7 separate regions of the Mus musculus genome follow, and all the other regions are linked to region 1. Evidence: chromatin contacts called from public HiChIP or PLAC-seq and promoter capture Hi-C data. All regions are on one chromosome and are shown on one strand. Each heading gives the region's core, a stretch centred on a gene start, on an enhancer-like site or on the middle of the called end of the contact. The rest is flanking DNA. Distances are from core to core; before and after follow the strand shown.

Region 1 (3,888 bases), core at 771-3,270:
AATTCAGAAAAGAGCATTAGATCCCTTGGGACTGGAGTTACAGACAATTGTGAACTACACTGTGAACACTGTGTGAATGCTGGAAATCAAACCCAGGTCCTCTGCCCGAGCAACAAGTGCTTTTAACTGCTAAACCCACCTCTTTAGCCCCTTAAATCCCTTTTTTTTTTAAGTTCTACACAGCAATTCTTTTCTATCAAGTTTAGAATCTAACATTCTACTTAATGTTCTACTGAAATCTAATGCTCTATAACTGGACCAATTTACACAGTAATATTTACTTCTTCAGGCGGGTTACAACAACAGTTTGTTTTGATGCCTTTTGGTCTGGAAACCAAATGAATGAAGTCTCTGATAGCTACAAAATTTTATCTATGTAGGTTTGTTTTTTTTGGGGGGGGGGTGTTGAGACAGAATCTCCCTTAGTAACCTTGACATCCTGGCATGTAGTCTGTAGACCAGGCTGGCCTCCAACACACAGAGATCTACCTGCCTCTGACCTCCTGTGTGCTGGGACAAAAGTCATATAACCACCACATTCAGCTCTGTGTAGGTTTCCCAGTGTCCTCTGGGTAGACTTCCTCTGTCGGATAGGTCAAAAGATTGAGTCCTATAAAAAAATGTCTGCTGGTCAAATTAAAGAAGAAACCCTTCCCCTACCTGTCAGCTCCCATAATCAGTTTTGTGATTAAACCCAATAAACAAAAGAGATTGGTTCAATTCTAAACAATTCTCTCATTAGAGGACACCCCCTGGCAGAACTGCAACAAAAAGCAACCATCCTTTAAACCAGCCCCAGCTATCTGTAGATAGCATCAAATTAAACTAGTTCTCATGGACAAAAGGCTATGTGTGGGTTGTCTACTCATCAGCCTTAGAATTTTATGTGTGGAAAACTCAGCGAATAAAAAGCAACCTTCCTAAACTACAAAACTTTTCCCTCCATCCCAAGTAGTCTCAATGAGGGTTCAAAGAGTCAAAAACAAGTCAAACAACAACAAACCATGGTCACAATTATTGGCCCTAGGACCACATCCTAGCTGTCTGTCTCTGCTGTCTAGTCTGTAGCTAGATTTTCCCTTTGCTTTCACCCTTCTCCCCTTACTCTTGGAGTCTCACTTAGGAAAGCCAAGATTCATTCTGGGGCTGCTGGCAAGCAGGGACTGGAGAGGGGGGTGTGATCATCAAGCAAGGAAGGGGGAGGGGAGTCATTTCAGAACTACGGTTTCCCCTGCAAACGCAAAAGGCAACCTTGTGTCATCCGGCTATCAAGGATGCTGGTGTGAACATCATCCAGGCAAGCTGACGCCCCGAGCAGAAAAGTAAGAAAACCTGTGCTTTCCCTACTCCTGCCCCCAAGGGGCAGCTACAGAAAATGGGGGTGGGGCAGGATATTATCTTGCTCCTACTGGGGATGCATACACAGACTGGGGGTTCCTTCGGTTATCCCCAGTTACGAGGATGGGGGGGAGGGGGTTAAGGGAAGAGGGAACCCCTATCTACCTCCTTCTAAAAGGGGAGAGTTAAGAGAGAACCATTAAATCCAGATGGAGTGGCCCTGAAAGCGCCCCCAGGTCACTCATCCCCGCACCAAGAGCAAGCGGAAGGGCTGGGATAAAGGGGATGGAGGGCTGGTCACGGGCAAGGCCCCACCCCCCCGGTTTAGGAGGGAAGGAGAGCCCCGGCTCACAGCCGAATCCCCGGGCAGTCCCCTAGCGTCGCCCCCCCACCCCAGCCCTTCCTCGGTCTGCGGAGCCCCCGGCAGCCCGAGAGGCAGCCGCTCCTTCCTCCCCTCACCCACCGCGTCCCCACCCCCACCCGCTCCCACCTCCTGCCCGCCGCGGCCCGTTACCTGCTCGTCGAAGCGGCTGACCACGGCCTGGACCCATTCCACCGGCCTGTGTGCGGCCATGTCCTCCCGGCGACCCGGGGGCGGTGGAGGGCCGGCGTCCGGGGCCCGCCTGAGGGCGGGCGGGCGGCCGGCGCGGAGGTGAGGGCAGCGGCGAGCCGAGCGGCTGAGGAGTGCGGGCAGCTAGCGTTCCCACGGGGGTGGGGACGGGGGCCCGCGCGGCCCGCCGGGAGGGGGACAGGGGAAGGGGGCGTTGGCGAGGAGACTGGGGGAGGGGTGGGGAGGGGAGCCCGGGGAGGGGAGGGCGCCTGTGGGTGGCTCTCCCCACTAGCGCCGTCTCCCCTCAGCCATCACAGTCCGAGACGCCGCCATGACACCCCACCGGAAGTGGGATCCTTTCCACGGCTCGGGGAGAGGGAGAGCGAGCGAGCTTGAGATTGAGAGCGCGGCTGGGAAAGGGGAGGGGGAAGCGAGAGGGAAGGGGCCTGCTGCGCATGCGCCCGCGGCCGGCCGGTTTCATTAATGAAAAAGCGAGTCCTCCTGGAGGTGACGTCACCTAACTCCTCCGGGCCCGGAGGCGCGCGTCCCTCGCTGCCGCGGGTCTCCCCACCTAAACTGGCGCGGGGCTCTGGCCAGAGAATCTGAGCCGACTCCGGTGCGTAGGCTGTCATTGCCACCGCCGCCTCGAACAGCCCTTCCCCCGCTGGCCTCCGGGCTTGGATCGCTCCCGGGGTTAGAAGTTAGGGTGTCCTGAGGCTAGGCTTTCTCTCCGACCGCTGATCTCTGTCGCTGATCTGTCCCGGAGGCTGGAGTCAGTCTCTCTCCGCTTTCTTCACTTAAAAATGTAAGGCACACACCGCCACGCAGTCGATGGGGCTTCTGAAGGCTGCTGAAAACGGGTAAAAAGAAGGCCAAGAGAGATTCCGTGATTTTTTTCTTTTTAATGTCGCTTAAATTCCAAAGCAAGGCCCAGTGGTGATCCAAGTTGGAGACTAGAATTCCCCAATCCGAAATTCCTCAACTAAACTGACGGACAACCAAGTTAATAAAACTTTTTGCACGGATGATAATTCAGATTGAAGACTAGTTCACCATACTGTAAAGACCTTTAAAAGGCCTAACATTTATGCATTTCAGCCTTTCGAACAAACCTTTCCAGTAGGACTCAGTAGCCTGACCTATCTGATGAACAGAGCACTGGAGGTTCCAGGATACATGCCCAAGGGCTGATAAGTACCAAAATGGTTTGACTCTAAGAACAAATCGAGAAGGATGGCTCTCCAGAAACAAGGGCCTTCCCAATGCCCAGAACCAGAGTTTGAAGGACTTGTGTGGAATTGGCTGTGCACACTTACAAAAGAGGATAAACCCAAAAGATAGTTTGCTCGGGGCTAGCCTGTTCTACTTGGGGATTTCCAGGCCAAGCAGAGCTACAGGGTGAAGCTCTCTACTCATCGGATGGGGAGGGAAAGGCGCTCTGACACTGGACTTTGAAATGAGTTTTCTTCAATGCACTTGAATTAAGTCAGTGTTAAAATGTGTTTAGAAGCAGGATGTGGAGATGCTCGCTTTCATTAGAGGCAAGCAAATCCTCCTGAGTCAACCACTGCTCCATAGTGTGGCCTTGTCTCAAAAACAAAAGTGTGGACGCGCACTCAGACAACAGCCTGCAGCCATCAACCATTAGCCACATAGGAAGATACCAACTGGGTGATAAGATGAAACAAAACCACAATTTTCATTTCACCACAGAAAATCCACAGAGCTAGTAGCCCACGGACAAAGTGGTATAGCTGTAAAAGAAGTCTCAAGTCTAGGTAGGTTAGTGATCTTCCAAGATGCAAATTAAGTTAATGTTTCATTCCACTGAAACAAAAGGACAGAGATTGGCTGTTTCTACGATCCCTTCTTGAAAGCTGCAACATGGATACTGGTTTCTTTAGATGACGTCAGCGGTGATGGGAGTGCTGAAGAGAAATGAGAGAAGATTAAAGGGCCTTTGGTGCTTTCTGCATCCAGGACCCTGGAAAAAGTCCTTA
Region 2 (3,888 bases), core at 476-2,975, 250 kb before region 1:
TGAGTGTGTATTGATCAGGTCCAGGCCCACTAATGCTAAGAAAACAGTCTGACAATTCACCAGCAGCCTCTGTAGGAATCTAGCTCCTGGTAGTTGGCTTGGAAACGGTTTGGAGCTTCAGACAGGGGTGAAAGGGTGGCAAGGGACAAGGGTAGAGGAGTGATGTTTTCAAAGGTTTATAGGCTACAGTGCAGAAGGGAAACCCAGGTAGGTTCCTGTGCAGAACCACAATGACCCAGTGACAAGCTGGTTGGTGTCTGGAATGCGGAGGGAAGAGGATCTAAGGATGGGAGGTGTTTGTCCAGCCTAGGAATACTATTAAACGGCTCCAGCCAGCCCTCTGCCAGAGGCCCCAGTGGGGGCCATCCCCATGCCTGAGGTTTTCTGATTCTGGATCCCAGGTTTCCGCCCAAAGCAAGGAGAATTCTCCACACCAGCAGCCTGTAGCCTCCTGGGCTGCTCAGCCTGCTCAGGTAGAAGGTATTGGCCAAGAAGTGGGACGCTGGCATCCTCTGTAGAAGAAAGGCTGAGGTAGCAGCAGGAGATGCTCCCGAGCAAACCAGAGAGGAGATAAAGGACTTTAAGGAGAACTGCAGTAGTAAGCTGTCTGAGACTGGGGACCAGAGTCCTCACACCTGACACCTGCCTCCCTCCTCCACCTCCTGCTCTCGGGGATTTCCAGGTTCTGGCGAGTGCCCAGCCACCTAGAAAGGGGTTGTCATCACCTCCCACTTGCCATCCAGTACAGCAGTTGAAACCAAGGCCCAGAGGGTCTCAGATGACCTTAGAAACCCAAAGTTCAACCAGGTCTTTTGAATCCAGAGACGCTCAACACTGCAGGGTTTCATTAACACGGTGTCCTGCCCTTCTCTCAGACACGGATACTAGCCCCTGTGAGGATGGCAGGAGGACACTAGCCCAACGCATAGGTATTCGTTACACACTGGCAGTTCAGACCCTGCCATTTCACATTGGCTGACAGTACCCACAATTCTGCTCTCTGCCACCCATGCGGCCCAACACCAACACCAGAGGCTCAGCTAACCACTCCCGGCTTGGTCCTGCTTGGCCCTCTGCAGCCAGCACAGTCTGCTGCCAGCTAGGCCTGCCCATTTAGCTTGAGTGGAAGGTCACCAGGAACTGGACCAGAATCCAGGGTGGCCCGGAGCAGACATCCCTTCTTTTCTAGGTTGGGTAGGTACAGCTAAGGACCAGAGACTGCAGAACATCCCTGCTTATCCCTGTCACCCGTAGGCCTGGCACGGTGCACACATAGCCCTGTGACTTGGTTGTGTGTGGGAGGGGGTGCTCAGAGACTGGATTTTAAGGGCACCTCTTCCCCTCCCCAAACATCAAGGGGGATTGGAGACAGACCAGGGGGAACGGCAGGTGGGCCGGCCGGCCACCGCGGGCATGCCATGTGATCCACAGAGAGGCCCGGAATGTGACTGCGCGGGGTCCCTGCGGTTTCCCCGGCCCGGGGACGCGCCCGAGCTCCTTACCTCCTCTCCTTGCCCGAAGCGCAGGCCGAGCGCCGCGACGCGCTCCACGCGTAGAAAGCCGTCGGGGTCGCGGCCGCACACCTCGAACACTTCGCGCAGGCGGCGCACGGAGCGCAGCAGAGCCGCGGGGGCGCCCGCCCAGCCCGCGCCACCCGCCATCCGCGCCGCCGGCAGCTAGCCCAAGCCCCGCGCTGCCGCCTTCGCCATCGCGCTCGCACCGCCCGGGTCTGCGGCGCGCAGCCTCCGCCCGCGGCGGCCGCTCGTGTCAGCCGCTCGTGTCTGCCGCGCGCCGCGGGCCCGCGTGGGGGCGGGGCGGGGCGGGGCTGCAGACAAAAGGACCCGAGCCTCCCCAGGCTCCGCCCCTCCTAGACCTGAGCTGGAGTTGGGGGGTGGGGGGTGGTTGGAACTCAGCGCGGCCCGTGCACCCCGCGGCTAGCCAGTGTGCACCGGCCGCGTCCTTTGTCAGCGCTGGGTGTTGCAGGTGTTCCTTGCCTAGTATTCGATTGCTGCTTTCGCTTCCCTGGAAGCGGAGACCCCTGAGAAGCCGTTCCGCTTGTTGAAGGAAAGGGATGGGCGCAGTGTGGAGGAGCAGGGAACCTTAGAATGGTGGCGGGTGGAGGGGACTAGAAGTGGTGGTGGGAGGAAGTGTCTTCCATTAGGCTTAGTGTCAACAGGGCCCAGAAACACCGGTGGCTTGGGAACCCGTAGCTCCTGTCCTCTCTTATTTTGCTGGCAGCCTCTCAGAGCTCGGGACTCCATCCTGGGTGTGGACGACCCAACCAATTTTGCCTTCTCCTAGTGAAGTTCAACTGAGCAGAGGTCAAGCCTAGTCTCCCGTCTACCCATCAACCTTGTTCAGCACAACAGACCACTTAGGAGTGGTTGCGCCCAACTCAAGCACAGACCTTGCCTGAGCCCCCAGATATGCGCAGGCTTCTTCCTCAGTCTGTCTCACCTCAGTTCTGAGCCCTTCTTCCAAATCCCCATGCATTTCTAAAACTTTGCTAGGGTGTGCATGGTGGGAAACTCTAAGGGTTATGCTATGTCTTAGTGTCCTCATGTTTTTGATCTCTGGTCAAGTGTGAGCCCAGAGCAATTCAGTGGTGTGAACAGGGAGTGCAGGGGACTTGTACCCAGTTTGGCACAAGGACCACACAGGGCCTCCCTCTCTGAGCCTCCAATTCCATTCTGGTCTTCAGGATGAGTCTTAAATATGGATGTCCTGAGTGGCGACTGCTTAGTCTCCCCTGGAGTCAGGACTCCAAGGGTGAGCCAGGCTGTCCCCCCATTTGATGCTTTACTCTTCCAGAGGTCCAATCTCCCTGGGAAGAAAGCCTTGTGGCTTTAAGGATCAGAGTCTACCGTGTTCATGGAGTCAACCACTAGAGAGGGGAGGTGTACCGTCCTGAAAAGTGATTTTTGTTTTTGTTTTTGTTTTTCTTTTCTTGGTAGGTGGATGCCTCTCTGTGAGGTACTAACACATGAATGAATGAATGAATGAATGAATGAATGATAAATGGAAAGCAGGTTGCAGCTGGGGCCTGCCCCCTGGTGGGAGCTGCAAAAATGTCTCTCAGAGCCCACCCTGGTAACACAACCTGGAAAGCAAGAGACCTTCCTTGCTCACCTCAACTGCTCTACGTGAGGCCTCAGATCGATCACAGGGGAACCAAGCCCAAAGCCCAAGACCACATCCCAAGCTCTCCAAAGGCAGATTGGAAACAAATTCCAAAGCTATCCCGTATCAGACTCCTGGGACAATTCTGAACTCTGTCTGCCATTTCTCCAGAGCAGAGGTTACAAGCCTTGGCATCAGGACCGCCTCCTGCCTCTCGGAAATACCTTAGTTCCCTCCTGCCTCCAGGCCTGGGGTGACTGGCTCTGCGCCTTGTCTCTTCCAACTCCTGTGGCCCATTTGCTCGATTGCAGATTCTGTGGAGGTGGCGCCTCCTATAGGAAGTCTCCTTCTTGTTGGCTGCTCCTCCGTGCTCCAGAGCAAGGATCCTAATGCAACCTCGCGAATGAAGGAAGGGTCAGAGACAAGCTCAATGACAGGAGGGGGCTTCCTGACCATGGGTAGAACCGACAAGAGCCCTTCAGCCACAGTCCAGGAAGCTGAAGGGGTCGGAGAGAGACCATTTGCAGGGGCGCGATCCTGCCAACGCATGCATTTGACCTCCTGACTTCCAGAACTGAGAGGGATCACATTTGCGTTGCTTAAGCCACCAGGCTTTGGGTAGTTTGTGGTAAGCCCAACAGCACGTATGTGCGCTGTTGGTCCTAGGTCATGTTGGCAGCTGAGCCGGGCAAAGGTCTGATGCTCTTTCAGCTGCGTGATGCTCTGGGTCAGTCTTCCTGTCTGAAGCAGGGGTCGTACGTAGTCTCT
Region 3 (3,888 bases), core at 421-2,920, 210 kb after region 1:
GCTGGGAGCGCACTGCCACAGGCTGGAAGCTTCCCTCCATGATGCTCACAGAGACCATAAAAAAACAAAACAAAACCAAGCCTTTCTGGAACAAAAGGGAGACTCGTCCTGTAGTTTTCTCCTCTGGACACTTAGGCTTGTGTTAAAGCAGGTTGTTAGGTAGCCCAATGCTGACTCCTGACTGCTGGAATGACAGGCCTGTGCCACATCTGGCCACTCAGACCTTTCTTCATCTAGTCCTGGATTCTGTAGCGGAGCTGAGAAGTTTCCAGAATCACTCTCTTCTGAGCTATTTCTAGCAAGGAGTCCTGTGGGAACAGAACTGGCCTGGTGCAGAAAGAGCTTCCCAAGTCCTGCTGCCTCCGTTTAAGCAGTGATGGCTGCTGTCTGTAAGCCGAATCCCCACTAACAAGGGGAATCCTGCCCCTTTGAGTGCAGGTCCCTCAGCATCAGCCATCTTGGGAGGAAGACTGTGGCCCCAGCTTCATTTCCAAGGTGCCCATGCTTGTTGGTCCTCTTAGAGACACCCTGGGAGTTGGGTACCAGTGTCGATGAGGATGTTTGTAACTGTAGCATCCACTGGTACAGGAACCGTACAGGAACTGTTCAGGGCTCTTTGCTCACAGAGGACACTTATCTTCAGCTGCCCCTGGGGGTCTAAGCAGCTCCCGAAGGGCCATCCACTGGTAGTATGATAGCCTGGGATTAAACTTGCAGTCTGACAGGTCTCTGTCGCTGGACACATGATGATGCGAGTGTGGAATCCAGCCACACAGGGAAAACAGCAACCCAGTGACCCTGCCCCACTCCCTGCTGCCTGTCTCAGCCTTTCCAGGATACCCTCGACGCTTTCCCAGCCACCTCAGGGATGGCTACCCATTCTCCACAGAGGGTGGGTGACTTTACCTATAGGAGAGATTTCCTTTCCCTTTAAGGATGAAGACGGACATGTCTGGGGTTTTGTCATTGTTGTTGAAACAAGGTCTTTTCCTTCTGGTTGAGGCTATTGAGACTGGCCCGGGAATATGCAGTCCTCTGGAGTCAGCTTTCTGAGCACTGAGATTACAGTATTGAGCATGTGTTAATAACTAATCAGTCAGACAACCAGTCAACCAATCTCTCTCTCTGTGTGTGGTGTGTACAAGAGTGTAGGTTCCATGAATGTATGTGCACACGTGGAAGCCATAGGTTAGTATCAGTTGTCTTCCTTGGTTGTCCTCAGCTTTTAAAAAGTTTACAATTTTATATATGTGAGTGTCTGACCTGCATGTATACACTATACCATGTGCTTACAGCATCTGTGGGGAGCAGAACGTGTCAGAAACCCCTGGAACTGGTCACTGATGGTTGTGGGCTGCCATGTCTTCTGCAGGGACAGCATGTGCTCCTAACTGCTGAACTAGTCTGCAGCCCCTCCACAGTAGTTTTGTGTGACAGGAAGCTCTGTAAGACGCGATGGCAGCCCAGGCGAGACGGCTCAGGGGGTAAATGTGGTTGCTGCCGAGCCTGCTGACCTACGTTCAGTTTCCTGAAGCCACATGGTGGAGAGGGAACCCCCTCCAGTGGATTGTCCTCTGACCTCCACACACCAGCCCTAGCCTATGTGCCGCCTCCATGGCCTCTTAGAAATACAAGCAGAATAAGCAAGGGACAGCGCTGGCTTTTGGAGTTGCTGAAGTGGGCTCCTGTGTGCTTCCCCTTTCTGCTGCTAGCTGCCTTAGGCTTGAGGTCCCACTCTTAGGTTGTTAGGGGAAGAGTTTTGCTTTTGAGACAGAACCTTGCTATGGAGCCCAAACTAGCCTTGAACTGGATCCTAGTATAGGATGCTCTTTCCTGTTGAGGTTTGTAAACCCATGTCACTATGCCCAGCCTGAGGCAAGTGCACATCAAAGGGGTTAAGGGCCAGCGAGAACTCAGAGAATGTGACTAGTGGTCCCCAAGGATGCTCAACACAGCATGGTTTACACCCATGGGGAATTGCAACAATCCACCTGTCTAACCCTAAACATACAACCCTGAGATACTGTGCCAGCAAGACCAAGCGCATTTGAATGACAGCCTTTAAAACACCCCCTTGCTATAAAGAATTAAAAAATGATCCTAGTATACCGCTAACTGGGGGAAAAAAAAAAACTAAAAACAATCAACTAAGCAAAAAAGATGTCACCAAAGAGCGGGAATCCACTTAATTATTAAAAAATGAGACAAGCCAGGTGGTGGAGGTGCACACTTTTCATCCCAGGACTTGGGAGGCAGAGGCAGGCAGATCTCTAAATTCAAGGCCAGCCTGGTCTACAGAGTAAGTTCCAGGACAGCCAGGGCTACACAGAGAAACCCTGTCTCAAAAAAACCAAACAAAACCCCCAAAACCAAAACAAAACAACAAAAAACAAAACAAAACAAAAAGACGGAAAGACAAATACATGCAAAGGCTGCTATTGAAGGATGGCCTTCTCTCTGGCTTGTCTTCTTTTTTTTTTTTTTTTTTTTTTTTTGGTTTTTCGAGACAAAGTTTCTCTGTATAGCTCTGGCTGTCCTGGAACTCACTTTGTAGACCAGGCTGGCCTCCAACTCAGAAATCCGCCTGCCTCTGCCTCTGCCTCTGCCTCTGCCTCTGCCTCTGCCTCTGCCTCTGCCTCTGCCTCTGCCTCTGCCTCCCAAGTGCTGGGATTAAAGGTGTGCGCCACCACGCCTGGCTCTGGCTTGTCTTCTTGGCACCTTCCCTTTCTTGTTTTATTTATTTTTTTGTTGTTCTAGAATTCACCGCCCCCCCCCCCCCCCGGGGGTGGGGTGGTTGACTGTGCTGTATTCTTGCCCACCTGATTTTTTTTTTTTTTTTTAAATTTTGAGACAGGGTGTTACTAAGTTGCCAGGGCAGGCCCTGCAATTCCAATCTTCCTGCCTCAGGCAGCTGGGATCCTCGGCCCCTGCCATCATGCTTAGGTGGTATAGGTGGTAAGGGCTTAGGTGGTTGGCTTCCTTCCTTTCTCGGGTTTTCTTTGGTAAAACCTACGTTTCTTCTGTCAGGGAAAAATCATGCCATGTTTATGTAAAAATGTTTTGGGTAAATTTTCATGGAGTTTAATGTGGGAAACATTTCTCAGGTTTAATTTTTGTCCCCGCTGGGAAGGTTTAACCATTCTGTTGCCACAACCTGGCCCCTAGCTCAGTGTGAATATCTGCTCACGTGACATGGCTTGAGTTTACAGATCAAAAAATAGATTTTTTTTTTCAGGTGTGTGAAGTAGGAGCTTGAGCACAATGAGGAAGAAAATGGAAAATTCAGAAATTCAGAGAGCAACTTGTCGACAGGTCTCTCTCTCTCTCTTTTTGAAGTGAAATTATGTGTTCTTAAAAATAATCTAAACCCAGGACTGAGAACATTAGATCCTGTCAGATCCATTGTGCGTGACAGTGCTCTTCCTCCGTGACTTCATGTGAGTTGTGTCTTTCTGAGATCCTCGGGCTGATGGTAGCCCACAGCTGCTTTGAGAACCCTCTGCAGAGTCAAGGCTTGCTGCAGAGGCCTGGAATGGCTGAAGACCCATCAGGAGCCTACTTCCTGTCCGCTGCTTTGTAAGCTCTGGTTGCTGATGGCTTCTAGCCCGGTCAGTCCTAGAATTGCCTTTAGGCAAAGGGAATGTCTTTTCCCAGGGACTGCCACCTTATCTAGAAACTAGGGTACAAATCATAGCCTTTCATCTCGATCAGAGACCAGTCCAGACAGTTCCCACAGGATTATCTGCGACCTGGGTTGCTCCCAGCCTCCCCAGTCCAGGCCTCTTTCCTGAAATTCCTGTGAAATTCCTGCTGGCAAATCTCTCTCTCAGAGCCTGCTATCAGGGAAACTGACCCAGGTGAGTTCTGGAGGGGAAAGTGATGGCTTTT
Region 4 (3,888 bases), core at 692-3,191, 190 kb after region 1:
ATTGTTGTATCTTCATAATCCTTTGAGACAGGGTCCCACTAGATAGGTTAGGTCGGTCTCAAGTAAAGAATTCTCCTGCCTCAGCCTGTAAAGTGCTGGGATTAATGTGAGCTCCCACACCTACCTGTATCAGTAATTCTTTTTTTTTTTTTTTTTTAAAGATTTATTTATTTACTTATTATATGTAAGTACACTGTAGCTGTCTTCAGAAACCCCAGAAGAGGGCATCAGATTTCATTACGGATGGTTGTGAGCCACCATGTGGTTGCTGGGATTTGAACTCGGGACCTTCGGAAGAGCAGTCGGAGCTCTTAACCACTGAGCCATCTCGCCAGCCCCAGTAATTCTTTTTGTTTAGCTCTGTTCGATTAATTTTGTTTTATGGGTCTGAGTGTTTTGCCTGCATGCATGTATGTGTAGCCATGTGACTACTTGGTGCTCACAGAGGTTAGAAGGCATCAGAATCCCTAGAACTGGAGTTACAAATGGCTGTGATCCATCACACGGATGCAGGGCACAGAACTCCTCATCCTTTGCAGGAGCGAGCGCTCCTAACTGCTGAGCTATCTGTCTAACCCAACACTGTTTTTGAGGCAAGACCTCACTATATATGTAGCCCAAGCTGGTCTTGAATTCACTATTTGACCAGATTGGTCTTGAACTCACAGAGATCCTCCTGCCTCTGCCTCTGGAGTGCTGGGATTAAAAGTGTGTACACTTGACTTCAGTTTTTACTTCTTTTTTCGAGACAGGGTTTCTCTGTGTAGCCCTGGCTGTCTTGGAACTTGCTCTGTAGACCAGGCTGGCCTGGAACTCACAGAGATTCTCCTGCCTCTGCTTCCAGAGTGCCACTGCCACCTGGCTCATTTTCACTTCATTTTTATTGCTAGAACATGTGAGGTGGACTGATGGGAGAGGAGAATGAGCAGGTGTGGTAAAGCTTAAATTAGGGCAGACTGGGAAACACCACTGCTAAGACCACTGACTGCTGAGGCTCAGGGTCTCATCTAGATAGTGTGAAGTTAGAAAGGAGCTAGCATGTATACTTGATCGCACATGCCAGCAGTTAATATGGGTGCTGTTAGAAACATAACTTTTTTAAAGAAACCCTCTAGACTAGATGGCTATGACTACCCTATTTGATGTGAAGGGGAAACTTGGGCACTCAGAGGAAAGCTATTTGTCCAAGTTCACATACTGGGTAGACCCAGGTTCTCTCTGGCTCGAAACTCTTAGAACTGTTCAACAAATTAATATTTTGCCCATGTGGCATCTACAGGGTATGGGGGGCACTAAATTTATTTTGTTGAGTAAATAGAACACAGAAGAAAGTCCTTTCTCCTTGCCTGCACAGTAACTTTGGTGTGACAATTCAGGGTCAAGCTCTATGTGAACACAAACACAGCCTCGTCGGGTGTTGTGAGATTTTGATGAAGGTGGGTGTTTCTTTTTCTTTTCTTTTGATAGTGTTGGGGAATCAAACCTAGGGCTTTGTGTTTGCCTGGCAAATGTTCTGCCGCTGAGCTACACTTTTAGCGCATTCCCATACATGGTAACCCCTAAACTCATACAAAAATTTTAGGACCCTCAATATCCTACAAGACAGGGGTTATCTGGGTCTGAGCCATCAGCCCCTTCCCCACCCCATTCGCCAGTCTCGGAAAGCTACTGATGTGTGTGCGCTTGCGTGTGTGAGAAGGGTGTAGTAGTGGGAGATGGGGGTAAAGGAATCAAACTCCCTAGACCACGACGCGCACGAATTGGAGCAGGCGCAGAGCAGCCCCTTCTAGACGTCAGGCGGGGCCGAAGTGCGGGCGGGGCCCCGAGGGCGCGGGCCAGAAAGCAGATGCGATGCGCGGACTACAAGTCCCAGAATGCGTCGCGGCCCCGATCCGGCCCCCGCTGTCGCTTAAAGGCTCCAACAACCACAGCCGTCGGGTAGTGGAGGCTTTCGCTTTGCCGCCGCGTCTGGGCGGGAGGAGGAGCGGACTGGGCAGCAGGCTTTCGGGACTGCAGGCTTAGGCGGCGCCAAGGGGCGCTCCTAGTGCAGCCTTCCTGGCTCGGGGCTTTCCTGCCGAGGCGCCCGTGTCCCCGGGCTCCTCGCCTCGGCCCCCAGCGGCCCCGATGCCGAGGCATGGATAGAGCGGCGTTGCGCGCGGCAGCGATGGGCGAGAAAAAGGAGGGCGGCGGCGGGGGCGCCGCGGCGGACGGGGGCGCAGGGGCCGCCGTCAGCCGGGCGCTGCAGCAGTGCGGCCAGCTGCAGAAGCTCATCGATATCTCCATCGGCAGTCTGCGCGGGCTGCGCACCAAGTGCTCAGTGTCTAACGACCTCACACAGCAGGAGATCCGGACCCTAGAGGTAAGGGGCCGTTGCGCCCCACGTCCGGACCCGGCGGTGGCCCGGGAGCCGCCCCACTGCTTTCCTTCCCGAGTTGCATCCTGCAGCGGGGTTGCTGGCTGGAGTCTTCCTCCCTTTCCCGAGCTCTCTGATGCGGCAGCGTGAGGACCTACGACCAGCTCTCACTTTGGAAGAATTTAGGGGAGGGGGGTGTTAGCGTGGAACTGGATCGAGTCTCGAAGACCAGCGTGCCGAGTAGGATGCACAGGGCACCCCACTGCAAACCCCTTTCCGCCTTCACCCTATTTCCAGTGCCCACAGTAGTCATTGTCCCACTGAATCACGCGCCGGTCTTTTCTCCGTGTGCTTTAAGTCCGGTAGCGTGGGCTGGGGCGATGTGGGGGACGTCCCTTGAAGTGTGAGCGTCGATCGATCGGTGGCACTGACTTTCCCCTCACTCCCCACTCTCCTTGTTGTCCGTTTCTTTCCTTTCCACCAGGTCTCTGCCGCTTTTCAAAAAGTGTTTGCTGAAACAGCATTTTTGCTGTTCAGGCGTTGGGGTGCTTGTCTTTGGAGATGTCACAGCGGTTCACTGCTTAAAATGAAATTACCCTTTGACTTCCCTACTCCACCCCAAACACTGAGCTTTGGCCTAGGAAGGATTATACTGGGGAAGGGAACCTTTGGTAAGAACAGGCTACTTAAGGGGGTTGCTGACAGAGATAACCTGGAGTGCAATGAGGAAACAAGATGTGTGAGCTCTCTTCTCTCAAATTATACAGTTGGGAAGTGCAGCATTAAAACGATTTGGAAGAACCAGCCAGAAAGGTGGTTGGCATTTCAGAAGGGGACGCTCCCCCACCCCCTTACACATTGGGGGGGAAACTAGTGCCTTCCCAACTTGCTTTTGCCCAGAGACTGGAAGACCTTTGAAAGTGAAGGGGTTATTTAGTAACTCTTTCCCTAAGAAGGGCCTTTCCCTGGCATTGCCACATTTGGTTTCTGTAGGTCTGAGGATGTCTTGTTAGATACATAATACCCTTTCTCTCTCCTCTCTCTCTCTCTCTCTCTCTCTCTCTCTCTCTCACACACACACACACACACACACACACACAATTGCTAATTGCATCTGCCAGCTGTCCTAGAGCCAGCTGATGATTGCTGTAATTATTACAAGACCAGCCCTCCCTCCTCTCGCACCACAAGCCTGAATCCTTGTTTGATCCAAAATGCTCAGGGTGACTCTCCCTTAGTTGTATTTTCATAAAAGCCATGAAGCCAGGGACATTGGGAGACTCCAAACAGTGCTGGCTATTATTATTGTTTTTTTGTTACAGTTGCTATAGCAGGACTGACCTGGGGTTTGCCTTAAAAACAAACCAACAAAACCCTGCACTGGGAGTCTCTGCATGTGGATTTCTTGAACACAGCTGAGTGTGTGTGTCCAGCAAAGTTCACTTTTTAGGCTGATACAATAGGAGGCCTGTGTGTCATAGTTCTGGGCTCGTTGTCCTGCCATGTATATCTGTTGAGTTGCTATGTTGTTGGGC
Region 5 (3,888 bases), core at 439-2,938, 180 kb before region 1:
AAGGGTGTCAGATCCCCTGGAACTAGAGTTACAGACAGCTGTGACTTGCCAGGTGGGTGTTAGACTTGGGTACTCTACAAGAGCAGCAAATGCCCTTAACTATTAAGCCATCCCTCTAAGCCCTTAACATTTTCCTCTTAATTAGTGATTCATCCTGGCTACACATCAGAACCAAATAAAAATATCAATGCCTAATCTCACGCCCTCCACCTGATTCCAGTTATATTGAGCTGACTTTCAAGTCAAGTACTGGGTGTTTCTTCCTAACTTCCTAGATGATGTTACCTTTTTCCCCCGTATAAAAGATTTATTTATTATATATAAGTACACTGTAGCTGTTTCCAGATGCACCAGAAGAGGATGTCAGATTTCATTATGGATGGTTGTGAGTCTCCATGTGGTTGCTGGGACTTGAACCCAGGACCTTCTGATGAGCAGTCAGTGCTCTTAACTGCTGAGCCATCTCTGCAGCCCGATGGTGTTACCCTTGACCATCACATTTACCTCTGTCAACTCTGTTACTTCAAATTCTGGGTTACATCTTTAAATGAACTGTGTGTTGAGAGGCACATGAAATCAAATTATTTTCTTTCTATCTTTTTTAATGTGTATGGGTATTTTGCTTGCATATGTGTCTATGCACTACATATGTGTCTGGTGCCCACAGAGGCAAGAAGAGAGCACCAGATCCTCTCTAGGACTGGAGTTACAGATGGTTGTGAGCTTCCATGTGGGTGCTGGGAGCTGAACTTGGTTGTTTGGAAGAACAGTCAGTGCTCTTAACTGCTGATACAAATTTTCTCATGAATTTACTACTAGTTTTAAAAAAAAGTTCCTCTCCCTAAATGTTTAGTAAATCATAACCAGATAAAGCAAAGTGTCGATAAAATGAAAATTAAAGCACAGAGGGCAAGCAGACTTTCCCCTTTCACTTTTACTCTCCAGAGCATCATGAATGTCTTTCTTTCTCTCACATCTCTTCTGGCTGCTCTGCCCTAGTCCTTTTGTGGTTATAAGGTCTGGGGGTGGAGTGAGGGGTTTTGTTTGTTCTGTAATTCAGGCTGGCCTCAAAGTCACTGTGTGTGATGATCTCCAACACACCAGAGAGCCTCCTGCTCTGCCTCTAAAATGCTGAGATTACAGGCATGCATCATTATGCCAGGCTCTGCTTGTCTTCTTCAAGGGTAAAACAGACCTGATTGGAAATGACTTCAGACAGTTGCTCCCATTTTCTGCAATCAAAGATGAAGTTGGGTGGCAGACACAGAATAATTCAGTTATCCTCATGGAGTCAATTTAAGCTACCGATGAAGGAGTAACACTCACATGCACGGCTCACCTGCCATGGGAGGTGTCATCTTACCCAGTGCTCACAATGTTCCAAAACAGTAGGTTTTTAGAGGAGGAAATGGTGAGTGAGAAGGCACTGACTTGCCTGAGACCTACACAACATTCATTTCTTCTAATAAGAAATATCCCTCAGAATTTACCTCAGAATAGATAATTTCTCAGGCAAGACTCCGTCCTAAATTTTTAGATTATGGATCCCCATGCCTGGAGAGTCAGGGATCAGTTACAAACATCAGCTACAAGCACTTAAAGTTATATAGATTGTGTTTCAAAATACGCTCTGGTGAAGGAGCAAACTCTTAGTCATTCTGTGGCATATTGCACTTCCTGTAACGGCTACTGATAAACTTCCTCTGCTGCACAGAAGCCGTCTCAGTGCGCTGGAGACCACCGTTAATCCGCACTGAAACACCCCTTTGCTCTCTCAGCCAAATCACCAACATGTCCTGTTAGAACAAGAATTTACATTCTGCGAAAGAAGTTCACAGGTAAGCACACCTGGACACAGGCCCTCTGATTTCTGATTTCAGTTTTGCTTATTTATTTTAAAAACTAAAACAGTATTAGTGTTTCATACTTAGTTGAATTCAGCTCTCAACAGTTTAAAGATGTCTACAGAAAGTTTCTGTGGTCCTGCTGTGCAGAATTTTATAAATTTATACTCAGGGTTGATACTGTCTGAAAGATTTTTATCAAGATTTTAATATTATCAGCCCTTTGAAGTTTACTCAGTCAAAATATTTGTTAAATCACTTTAATAATTTTAAGTAAGGCAAGAGTTAAAAATAAAATTAAATTCTACAGGCTTTGACTAAATTTACAATCTCTAAAATATTGTTTAAAAAATTCTCAAGCTGGGGCAGAGCCTGCCCCACATGTATAAGGCCTGGGGTTTGGCCTGGCATTGTAAACAGAGAGGGGACAGAGTCTAAGTTACTTTCTACACAGACTGTCTATTCCTATAGATTTAGATTATCTCATCAGTATTTTCCCCACTATTTAGAAAGAAAAAAAAAAAAAAAGTCAGTGCTTTTACATGCAGCCCAGGCCGGCTTCTAACTCAGATCTTTCTGTCTCCAACACACAAGTTACTAGGATTAAAAGCATTCACTACCATTACTGGCATAAATTATTTTTGTCTAACACTTTAGTTTATAAACCATCAATGGTCACCTTCGTTTTAACTTAAAGAGAAATTAAATTAGATGTCATTTTTGTATAAAATAAATTTTATATTTAAGTAATAATTATGACATATATTATGTCATTTTAAAAGTTCCATAAGGCCGGACATGGTGGCGCATGCCTTTAATCCCAGCACTCAGGAGGCAGAGGCAGGTGGATTTCTGAGTTCGAGGCCAGCCTGGTCTACAAAGTGAGTTCCAGGACAGTCAGAGCTATACAGAAAAACCCTGTCTCGAAAAAACCAAAAAAAAAAAAAAAAAATAAGGTAAAAGTTCCATAAGGAAAAAATATTATGATAAAGTGGGTATGTGCATATTCACATGTGTGCTTATGCCACATACTCTGAGCTGACCTGTTAGTGAAGAATATGAACAGAAAGAAACATTCACAGAAAGAACGTTTTGTAAAAACTTGTTGGTATATACAAAAGATACTTGCCTTGTGACTAAATGGAACAATTACATAAAATAAATAAAAATGCACTGAGCTTCCAAAGACCTGCAATCCCAAAGAAAAATAATTTGGAAGTGGGTTAGGTCCTATTTTAACACTTTATCAACATAACTTTTCTTTATAGCATCCTGGTTTAATTAATTAATTAAAGTCCTGGAACTCTGTAATCAGGCTGGCCTTGAACTCACAGAGAGATCTGCCTGGCTCTGCCTAGGCCTCTGCCTCTCTGCCTCTCCTCTGCCTTTCTTGTTCATAATTCTACAAAGGCTCCAGCATGTAGCAGAAGTCCAAGGCTCAGGGCAGCATGGTTTCATACTGTGCCACCACTAGGGCTGTGACAGCTTGTCAAGTTAACCAAGTTCTCTCTCTCTCTCTTTCTTTTTTTTTTAAAACTTGGAAGATGAAAATACAACCACCTAGGTCATGCAAATAAATCTTATTACTCAGGAATTTTCTGGTGTTCAGCAATGGTAGCTATTTTTACTGATAAAAAATGGCCATAAAATACTACTTGTAATTTGAGATTGATTTCCTTTTCTGGTTTCTTCCTACTATGGTTTTAAAATCTCACTAGTTTAGAGACAGCACTAGTACTATGTGCCTACCTCTTATATGTGTACTATAATTTACTTGTTGCTTTTGATTTTGGTTTTTGGGGACAGGGTCTCCCTACAATATAACCTTGGTTAGCCTGGAACCCACAAGCAGACCTGGTTGGCCTCTAACTCTAAGACCTCCCTGCCTCTGCCTCCAGAAATGGAGGTATAAGCTTCCACACCCAGCTATACTTATTTTTCTTATATCAAAATAACTGAAAGATCTAATTTTGTTTGTTTATTTGAGACAGGTTATCACTATCTAGCCTTGGCTGGTTTGGGCCTCCTTAAGTAGACCAGGCTG
Region 6 (3,888 bases), core at 652-3,151, 160 kb before region 1:
TAAAGCGGTAATAAAGCCCTGAACCAATAGCAGTCACTAATGGTGCAGACTGCTTAAATGTAGGTCCTTTTTGAGGAACACTAGTTTTACCTAGAAGGTGACTCCTACAAGATAGTTCTGTTCTAAGAAGATAAGCTATAGATTTCAATTCCATCAATTCCTTTTTAGATACAAATAAAACTACAGCCCATGAGATTTAGCAGGAGACAATACAAGGTATTACTTAAAATGTAATATACTAATAATTGCTGGTTTTTATATGGTGACAATTTCATAATAAGTATGTCTTAATTTTCTCCTTTTCTTTCCTATGATAAGTGGTCATTTTGTAATATAGGTTTGAGTTTCAAGTGATTATTTATCTAGTTTACTTAAAATACCATGAATCTAGTCATATTTTACAAAAATTTTGATTATAGTTTCATCTTTTACAAACATTGTTACATATATTTTTAAGTCTATTGACTTTCTGGGAAAGATAACATATAAATATGAAACACTAAATAAACAATTGGAAAGTAATAGTTTTTATTTATTTTGTTTATTTTGGTTTTTTGAGGTAGCATTTCTCCATGTAGCCCTGGCTGTCTTGGACTCGCTGTAGACCAGGCTGGCCTCGGATGTGTAGAGATTTCCCTGCTTCTGTCACCTGAGTGCTGGGACTAAAGCTGAGCACCGCCATGGCCAGCATTTTATTTTATATTTTCAGACAGGGTCTCATCTATTCTAGGCTGGCCTTGAGCTTGCTGTGTAGTCAAAGCTGGGCTTCAATTCCTGGCCTTCTTACTTCCACCTGCTGAATGCTAGGATTAAAGGTGTGTGTTGCCACTCCAGCTTTGATACTGCTATTCATAAAAATAAAATTATCTTTTGTTCAGACCCAACAATACCTCTGGAGAAAGCAATACTCTATCCATACCATCCAAAACAAGTTTCATGGAAGAAAAAAAATAGCAAAATCAAAACCAAACAACTCCATCTAACTCAAATACATAAAATGTAAACAATTATTTTACCATTTGACTGGTAATTAAAAGTAGAACATTAAAATAGAAGAAACAAAACAAAATATCTAGTATCTACTGGTTATGGTAGTGCACATCTTTAATTCTAGCAGTGAGAAACAGAAGTAGGAAGATCTCTGTGAGTTCCAGGCCAGCCAGGAAGACACAGTGAAACGTATTTTAGGCTGGTGTTGTTTTATAGTCCAGCATCCTTATTTTACATGTGGCTTGTTCTTATTTGATCACTGTCACTAAGGCAGGACTGTGTGCATGTGCTGGGGAAGGAGACTGTGACGACAACGCAGCTGGCCTGTGTGCAGCATTAGTCAAACGATCTTTTGTATCAGGAAGGCAAAAACAAAGTAATCATATTGAGTATTCCTGTGCTTCCTAAAAGGTAAGATGAAACACGTAATTGACTGATAAATTCGAAAAGCTAATTAAATATAATAATAGTAGCCACGATGGAGGAAGACATAAAAATCAAGATTTCTATCATGACATACATATGAAAAGGTTACGAGACAATTTAACTGTTTTTGAAAAGAACATAAAAATGCGGAGATTAAAAATAGTTCAATGAATATCCTGGAAATCAATTCACAAAGAACATTTTTCAACACATAGAAAGAATGTAGAGGCTTTAAGAAAAATTACAGCAAGCAAATGTTAAATGTGCAACCTAAACTCAGAGAAATACACAGAAGTAAAGCCCAGCCCTAATTTGCATGAAGTATTCTACCCGACAGAGAACTGAAGCTATGTAAGGCACTCTCTGGGCTGTAAATTAAAAAAAAAAAAAAAAAAAAAGAAAAAGAAAAAGAAAAAAAAAAGTCCATTTTGTTGCGTATGCACCTCTTGCAATAAATTTGAGTCAGCACCAATGACAGCTCTGCAGTCCTCCTATGTGGTGCTGATCAGGTGGTTGCAGAGCTTCGGCTCACAGCAACACAATGCAGCTGAGCTGGCAAGCAGAGCCCACAGCCAGAAACCCTTCCGACTCCCACAACAAGACGACCTTTAAGCTGCAAGTTTCCCGGAGAAAATGAGATACTGATAGTGAAGACGACATTATGGTAAGCAGTTGTTTAAATTGGTAAAAGACGGATTTTGAATTTTTTCCTTTTCTTTAGCTTTTTTTTTTTTTAAAGCTAATGTTAGGATTGAATATATTCAATAACAAGTGCATGCACCAAAATCTGCTGCAGTAATAGCCGAGGTTTTCATTTTAATGTCCACTCACTTTGTAAATACATATATTGTTTTTCCTTTAAAATTGGTACTGAAATATAAGGGAAAAAATCATTTTACAAATGTACGCTATCGGGCTTGATTTTTCCAAGTTCATTAAAACGTTTTTTACCAGGATATAGTTATCCATGAGAAGATGAAATTTCAAAAACTGTTTTAATCTGTTTTAACATCTCAAACTACAAACATATTGTGTCTTATAATACTGCAGAGATTTAAGAAAAACAGACATGACAGCCATTTTTTTTCTGAATCAAAAACATTATCAAAAATAGTAACAGCCTAAGTAAGCCTATAAAACTCCTCATTTGCAGACAGTGCCATTCTATCATATAAAGGCTCCGAGAAGATAAATAAGATGAATATACTAAAGGATAAAAATAAAGAGAAAATGTAGGAGAGTCTCTCTCTCTCTCTCTCTCTCTCTCTCTCTCTCTCTCTCTCTCTCTCTGCCTTTCTGTCTGTCTGTCTCTCTCCCCCCCAGTTCCCCCACCCCCACCCACCACATAGCCCCAATTGAAGGATTAGGCATTTGGACTATAAATGAAGGGCAGCTTTGTTAGTTTAATCACTGGAACAATTATAAAAGGACTCAACAACAAGGAGGTTTATTGAAAATTTTGCCGAATGCTAACTGACCCATGCAGATGCTGAGAGTGAATTTGCATATTAAAAGAAGGATGTATCTGTTTGTTTTCAGGCTTTGATGGAATATCAGATACTGAAAATGTCTTCCTGCCTGTTCATCCTTCTGTTTCTCACGCCTGGCATCTTATGCATTTGTCCTCTCCAGTGTACATGCACAGAGAGGCACAGGCATGTGGACTGTTCAGGCAGAAACTTGACTACATTACCACCTGGACTGCAGGAGAACATTATACATTTAAACCTGTCTTATAACCACTTTACTGATCTGCATAACCAGTTAACCCCATATACCAATCTGAGAACCCTGGATATTTCAAACAACAGGCTTGAAAGTCTGCCTGCTCAGTTACCTCGGTCTCTCTGGAACATGTCTGCTGCTAACAACAATATTAAACTTCTTGACAAATCTGATACTGCTTATCAGTGGAACCTTAAATACCTGGATGTTTCTAAGAATATGCTGGAAAAGGTTGTTCTCATTAAAAATACCCTAAGAAGTCTCGAGGTTCTTAACCTCAGCAGTAACAAGCTTTGGACAGTTCCAACCAACATGCCTTCCAAACTGCATATCGTGGACCTGTCTAATAACTCACTGACACAAATCCTTCCAGGGACATTAATAAACCTGACAAATCTCACACATCTTTACCTGCACAACAATAAATTCACATTCATTCCAGAACAGTCTTTTGACCAACTTTTGCAGTTGCAAGAGATAACTCTTCATAATAACAGGTGGTCATGTGACCATAAACAAAACATTACTTACTTATTGAAGTGGGTGATGGAAACGAAAGCCCATGTGATAGGGACTCCTTGTTCTAAGCAAGTATCCTCTCTAAAGGAACAGAGCATGTACCCCACACCTCCTGGGTTTACCTCAAGCTTATTTACTATGAGTGAGATGCAGACAGTGGACACCATTAACTCTTTGAGTATGGTAACTCAACCCAAAGTGACCAAAACACCCAAACAATATCGAGGA
Region 7 (3,888 bases), core at 955-3,454, 140 kb before region 1:
AGAGAGGGGATTACCTAACAAAACCATCATCTCGTGGAAGGATGCAGGCAGCCATGGTGAACAAGAGAATACATTCTCACCTACCCTTTCTTTCTTCAGTCTCCTTGTATTCCCTATTAGTCAAGTGGAATTCAGAGATGAGAAAAGTTCAATAAGATTCTGTATTCAGATCCACATCTCAGGTAGAAGCAGGATGTAAAGTAGAGTAACATGGGATTTGGCAAACAGCACAGATGGGTTTCTATTATAAACAGCCCTCAAGTATTTCCAGCTATGACAACAAAAGTTTATTTCTCACCTCTACTGAGTCATTTAGTTCTACTCTCTTCTAGGGTTTTGAAGAAGCCCTCCAACAAACTTTGGAGAACTGGTTCAAAGCCAAACACCAGGCCAGAAAATGATGTACATATTGTTTTCTCTGGGCTGGATGTGATGGTTGTCAACTTGATCAGATCAGTCGTGATAACCCTCATGAAAATGGATCTATTAACCTTCTCATGTGGACAGAAGGAATGCTCAGGAGCCACGCTCCCTGTCCCGAAGGGTATGCTAGGGGTAAGTAGTTGCTGGAGGGAGAAGACTCCAGGCATGCAACTCTGAGATCCATCACTGATGGAGACAAGGGCTTTGGTGAAGCTGCACACTGAGTCACTGATGCTCCTGGAACACTATTAGCACAACTTGGAAGAATAGCTCCTTCGGTCTATCATTTCCCTCTTTGTCTAGAGTGAATGGAAATAGGTCACCCAGGACAAGTCACACAACTCATGTCACCAGCACTCAGGTACATTCCCAGGTAGTTAACCACAAGGCTGACAGGAGTGGTATGGCGATATGCTGGAAGGAGACAAGAAGCACAAATATACCAAGTCCAAGTCTCATACCAACCCAGGTAAAATGTTCCAAATAATTTGAGTGTCAAACTTCTATTGATTCAACTTTAGGTTGTCAAAGATGAGTGTATATATGACCTACCAAATAGAAGCCAGAAAATAATAGTGGGCTCTTAAATTTAGGCTGATGATTCGTGAACGTATGTTTATGACACAGAGGAAATAAGTCAAATGACCAATAGTTGCTACTTCAGACATTACTAATCATATCATTGGAGAGACAGAAATAAACTGACAGCTTTTCAATAAATCCCAGTGTCTCCTAGTCTTAATAATACTTACTATGCTAGAAGGTAGAGAAAATACAAAGAATAAGAGGTGTGCTTGACCTGAAGGCAGGGCAAGAAAAAACCCAGACTCTGATAACTGCAATTTCCTAAAATGACTAATTCTTCACCATAAAATTAGGGCATGTTCATACATAGAAAAAGGGTACTGACATCAGAGGTAGGCCTCCACAGGAGGAACTCTGAGCAAGGAAGGAAAAAACTTCAGACACAATGACAATATTAAGGTCTTTCAAGGCTGGATAATGGTAAATAATTTTTGTTTGTTTAGCATCATTAAGGTTAATAAAAAAAATAAGATAGTGAGAAACCAAAGGTTAGACAGCTAGTCATTTGGCTAAATGATAAATGAAATTAACAGATTACGAGAAGACCCAGGGCTACATGAGACCCTATCTTATAAAGCAAAACAAAACAAAGAGACTCTGAGAAAAAATAGGGAGAAAACACTGAAGTAAGTAAGGCAAGATTGAGTTGTTAGAAGCTTGATAATAAGCTGAATAGGCAGACTTGATGGCCACACTGTAATCTGAGCACTTGGAAGCGTGAGGGAAGAGGATGGTGAGTTTAAGGCCAGATGTTCAGAAGATTCTGTCTCAAAGAGGGGCGGGGAGGAGTAAAAGAATAAATTCAAAAGGTCAGGGTTAGAAAAACATAATTAATTACTGGGCCACAGTTAGCTCAAGGAGTAAACATCACTACAACCATTTCAACTCTATTCCCTAGAGTCAATTCTCAGAATAAGCAGGGAGTAGGAGAGGCATGGTAGCAGACACTCACTATCTCAGGCAGTGACTTAGTGCACTGCTCTGGTTGCCAAGAGGCTTCTTTTGTTGATTTTCTAAGTATGATCACAACTACCCTCCACAAGTGAGGTTAGAGATTTAGCAAGCATTTGCCTATTCATTCAAAGGAGGGGAAAAACTCAGCACAGAGTAAGGACATGTACTGGCTTGTTCCCCGCCACTCTCGCAGTGACTTCCTTGTGTACCAACACCACACCTTGTGTCCATTCCTGCTACACTCACGGTGCCTGCCATGAAGATGAAGCTGTTACTACAACACAGCCCTATTTCCCCGGAAAACACTGACTTCAGCTCGTGAGAGAGGTGGCTTAGGACATTTTTTAAAAGGAAACTTCTGTAATTGAGTCTCACACTATCACTTCCATGTCTAATTCTTTCTTTAAAGTGCCATGCGAGGGTACTTTTATCTTTATTTATCAACATTTAATCTCTTAAGATGTAAAATTCCTAAATTATTTTAAAATCATCATTAATGCTCTTACTTGGTTTGAAATCATGATAATTACAAAGCAAATTATATATTCGTCTAGTTAGAGTCAACCCAATGAAGCAATCCATTTGGGTGCATGCAGGAAGATTAAATGCAGTGAGGTATTCACTGGATCCTTTAAGTAAGTACATAGACTTTACAAAGATTTTATTTGAATGCCTTAATCTCTGTCAAAGTCTGCCTGTTTACACTAGATGTTTGGAAACGCTCCTTCCGATACTTCCAAAGAGGCGAGGCTCCAAGCACGTGACTGGCTCCTAGCTATATTATTTAGAACTCGGAGAGTGAGAAGAGACTTCCCTTCAGGATCATTCTCCAGGACCCAAGACAAAGGCTGAATTCATAATCTTCAAAACTAGTCTGCCAAATCAAAAGGTAGTAGTAACTCGAAAATGGTTAACTATGTATTAGAATGAAATAGAAGTTCTTGTATATATTCCTAAAATTTAAGTTTAAGATTTGAACAAAAAATATAATATTTTATCATGGTAAGCAGGGGTCTGCTTATTACAGGTATAGCAAGCTATTAGATTTGAATACATGCTAAGAGAAAAGTAGCCTAATTCTAGAGAGAGTACTGACCCTTTGGTATAGGAGCCTGCTCTGTGTTACCATTCATACCGGCTAAAGAACCTGAACTAGGATTCAGACTCAGGCTCTCAGTCTGCTTACTGTAGAATAGGCATCTCTAGACATGCTGTATGTACCCCTCGTGTAGGCTCAGCTGTAAAATGGCAGACTCATTTGTAGTCAATTCTAGATTTCCTTTTTAAAAAGCTATGGAATTCTCTTAACAGCTCGCCCTTTGCTCTCTTCTACCCCTAAAGAAGGTTAAAATGAAGGAAACCTTAGCATTGGGGAAATCATTTGACTTATGGTTGGTTTTTTTCTTCTACTTTGTTGTAAAGATTTAAAAGTAATATTCTAATTTGTAGAGCTACCCCTTAAACTACTAAGCGAGAAGCTTCCTCCTCCTCCTGCTACTCTCCTCTCCCACCCAGTCTGTCAGCCAGTCCTTCAGGTCGAACCTTTGCTGCTGTCCTGTTCCTCACACCAACCCCATTCTTACTGGTTCAAATGCCTCATGGTTAACTTGTTTGCAAAACAGGAAAACAAAATCAAGCTCCTTCTAGTATTCAGAACGCTTATTCCTGAAGTTAGTGACCTAGATAGAAAACAAGTCTGTTATCGGGTGAGGTTCAGAAAGGAGGGTTGTTATTTGGTCATTAATGAATAATTTAAAAGTCCATTTATATTATGTGAATATACTATAGAGATACAACTAAAGATATGTGATTGTCTATGTGTTTGTGAACTGAGTATTAAATTTTATGATCACTTTAAAGCAAAAGAAAACGATGACCAAGCATTCCTTCACTGTCACCCTGCTCCTCATGTGTGCTCATATTATG

Evidence for each region. Promoter capture Hi-C pulls out the DNA fragments that hold promoters and counts their contacts. HiChIP or PLAC-seq counts read pairs in DNA pulled down with a chosen protein or histone mark. Capture Hi-C pulls out chosen DNA fragments and counts their contacts.
Region 2: a contact with region 1 is called in a promoter capture Hi-C map of stem cell-derived epiblast-like cells, with 4 times the contacts expected there. The contact joins the promoter of Rab11fip4 here to the promoter of Nf1 in region 1. A contact is called at or near these places in 5 of 39 promoter capture datasets (the C10 cell line, embryonic stem cells, hippocampal neurons and 2 more), 1 of 15 datasets of contacts at CTCF or cohesin (large pre-B cells), 7 of 115 datasets of contacts at active chromatin or transcription factors (the SCID.adh cell line, bone marrow-derived macrophages, embryonic stem cells and 2 more) and 3 of 9 other capture datasets (adipose tissue, embryonic stem cells and liver).
Region 3: a contact with region 1 is called in an H3K27ac HiChIP or PLAC-seq map of microglia, with 5 times the contacts expected there. The contact joins the enhancer-like site here to the promoter of Nf1 in region 1. A contact is called at or near these places in 1 of 39 promoter capture datasets (the C10 cell line) and 8 of 115 datasets of contacts at active chromatin or transcription factors (bone marrow-derived macrophages, embryonic stem cells, large pre-B cells and 3 more).
Region 4: a promoter capture Hi-C map of fetal liver shows a contact between it and region 1, with 3 times the contacts expected there. The contact joins the promoter of Ksr1 here to the promoter of Nf1 in region 1. A contact is called at or near these places in 7 of 39 promoter capture datasets (embryonic stem cells, fetal liver, hematopoietic stem and progenitor cells and 3 more), 4 of 484 Hi-C or Micro-C datasets (B cells, CD8 T cells, embryonic stem cells and 1 more), 3 of 115 datasets of contacts at active chromatin or transcription factors (all in embryonic stem cells) and 1 of 9 other capture datasets (adipose tissue).
Region 5: a contact with region 1 is called in a promoter capture Hi-C map of pancreatic islet. The contact joins the promoter of Evi2b here to the promoter of Nf1 in region 1. A contact is called at or near these places in 2 of 39 promoter capture datasets (macrophages and pre-B cells), 1 of 15 datasets of contacts at CTCF or cohesin (the NIH/3T3 cell line), 1 of 484 Hi-C or Micro-C datasets (CD4 T cells), 3 of 115 datasets of contacts at active chromatin or transcription factors (bone marrow-derived macrophages, effector CD8 T cells and memory CD8 T cells) and 3 of 9 other capture datasets (adipose tissue, liver and pancreatic islet).
Region 6: a contact with region 1 is called in a promoter capture Hi-C map of embryonic stem cells, with 2.0 times the contacts expected there. The contact joins the promoter of Omg here to the promoter of Nf1 in region 1. A contact is called at or near these places in 4 of 39 promoter capture datasets (the C10 cell line, embryonic stem cells, pre-B cells and 1 more), 1 of 115 datasets of contacts at active chromatin or transcription factors (memory CD8 T cells) and 1 of 9 other capture datasets (liver).
Region 7: a promoter capture Hi-C map of stem cell-derived epiblast-like cells shows a contact between it and region 1, with 2.5 times the contacts expected there. The contact joins the promoter of AU040972 here to the promoter of Nf1 in region 1. A contact is called at or near these places in 7 of 39 promoter capture datasets (the C10 cell line, embryonic stem cells, hippocampal neurons and 3 more) and 1 of 484 Hi-C or Micro-C datasets (embryonic stem cells).

What each region holds. Positions count from the first base shown.
Region 1 is chr11:79,338,024-79,341,911 of GRCm38.p6, reverse strand. Nf1 (neurofibromin 1) reads right to left here and starts at 2,020. Exons shown (of 58, transcript NM_010897.2): 1 at 1,853-2,020. The coding sequence starts at 1,912.
Region 2 is chr11:79,589,049-79,592,936 of GRCm38.p6, reverse strand. Rab11fip4 (RAB11 family interacting protein 4 (class II)) reads right to left here and starts at 1,725. Exons shown (of 15, transcript NM_175543.3): 1 at 1,503-1,725. The coding sequence starts at 1,661.
Region 3 is chr11:79,123,618-79,127,505 of GRCm38.p6, reverse strand. The region is part of intron 1 of Ksr1 (kinase suppressor of ras 1); the gene reads left to right. Among named protein-coding and RNA genes, the nearest start is that of Ksr1, 21 kb to the left of the region's middle. Within about 2 kb of position 1,670, at least 49 of the 459 cell types and tissues checked have an H3K27ac peak or open chromatin away from gene starts, as enhancers often do. A contact at or near this core is called in microglia, where this site is marked.
Region 4 is chr11:79,144,526-79,148,413 of GRCm38.p6, reverse strand. It overlaps Ksr1 (kinase suppressor of ras 1), which reads left to right and starts at 1,941. Exons shown (of 19, transcript NM_013571.3): 1 at 1,941-2,359. The coding sequence starts at 2,135.
Region 5 is chr11:79,521,562-79,525,449 of GRCm38.p6, reverse strand. Evi2b (ecotropic viral integration site 2b) reads left to right here and starts at 1,688. Exons shown (of 2, transcript NM_001077496.1): 1 at 1,688-1,838. The region is part of intron 36 of Nf1 (neurofibromin 1); the gene reads right to left. It overlaps Evi2 (ecotropic viral integration site 2), which reads left to right. Exons shown (of 4, transcript NM_146023.4): 3 at 1,715-1,838.
Region 6 is chr11:79,502,095-79,505,982 of GRCm38.p6, reverse strand. It overlaps Omg (oligodendrocyte myelin glycoprotein), which reads left to right and starts at 1,901. Exons shown (of 2, transcript NM_019409.2): 1 at 1,901-2,080; 2 at 2,956-3,888. The coding sequence starts at 2,078. All of the region lies in intron 36 of Nf1 (neurofibromin 1), which reads right to left.
Region 7 is chr11:79,482,347-79,486,234 of GRCm38.p6, reverse strand. It overlaps AU040972 (expressed sequence AU040972), which reads left to right and starts at 2,204. Exons shown (of 4, transcript NR_045305.1): 1 at 2,204-2,289; 2 at 2,517-2,597; 3 at 2,671-2,851; 4 at 3,823-3,888. All of the region lies in intron 36 of Nf1 (neurofibromin 1), which reads right to left.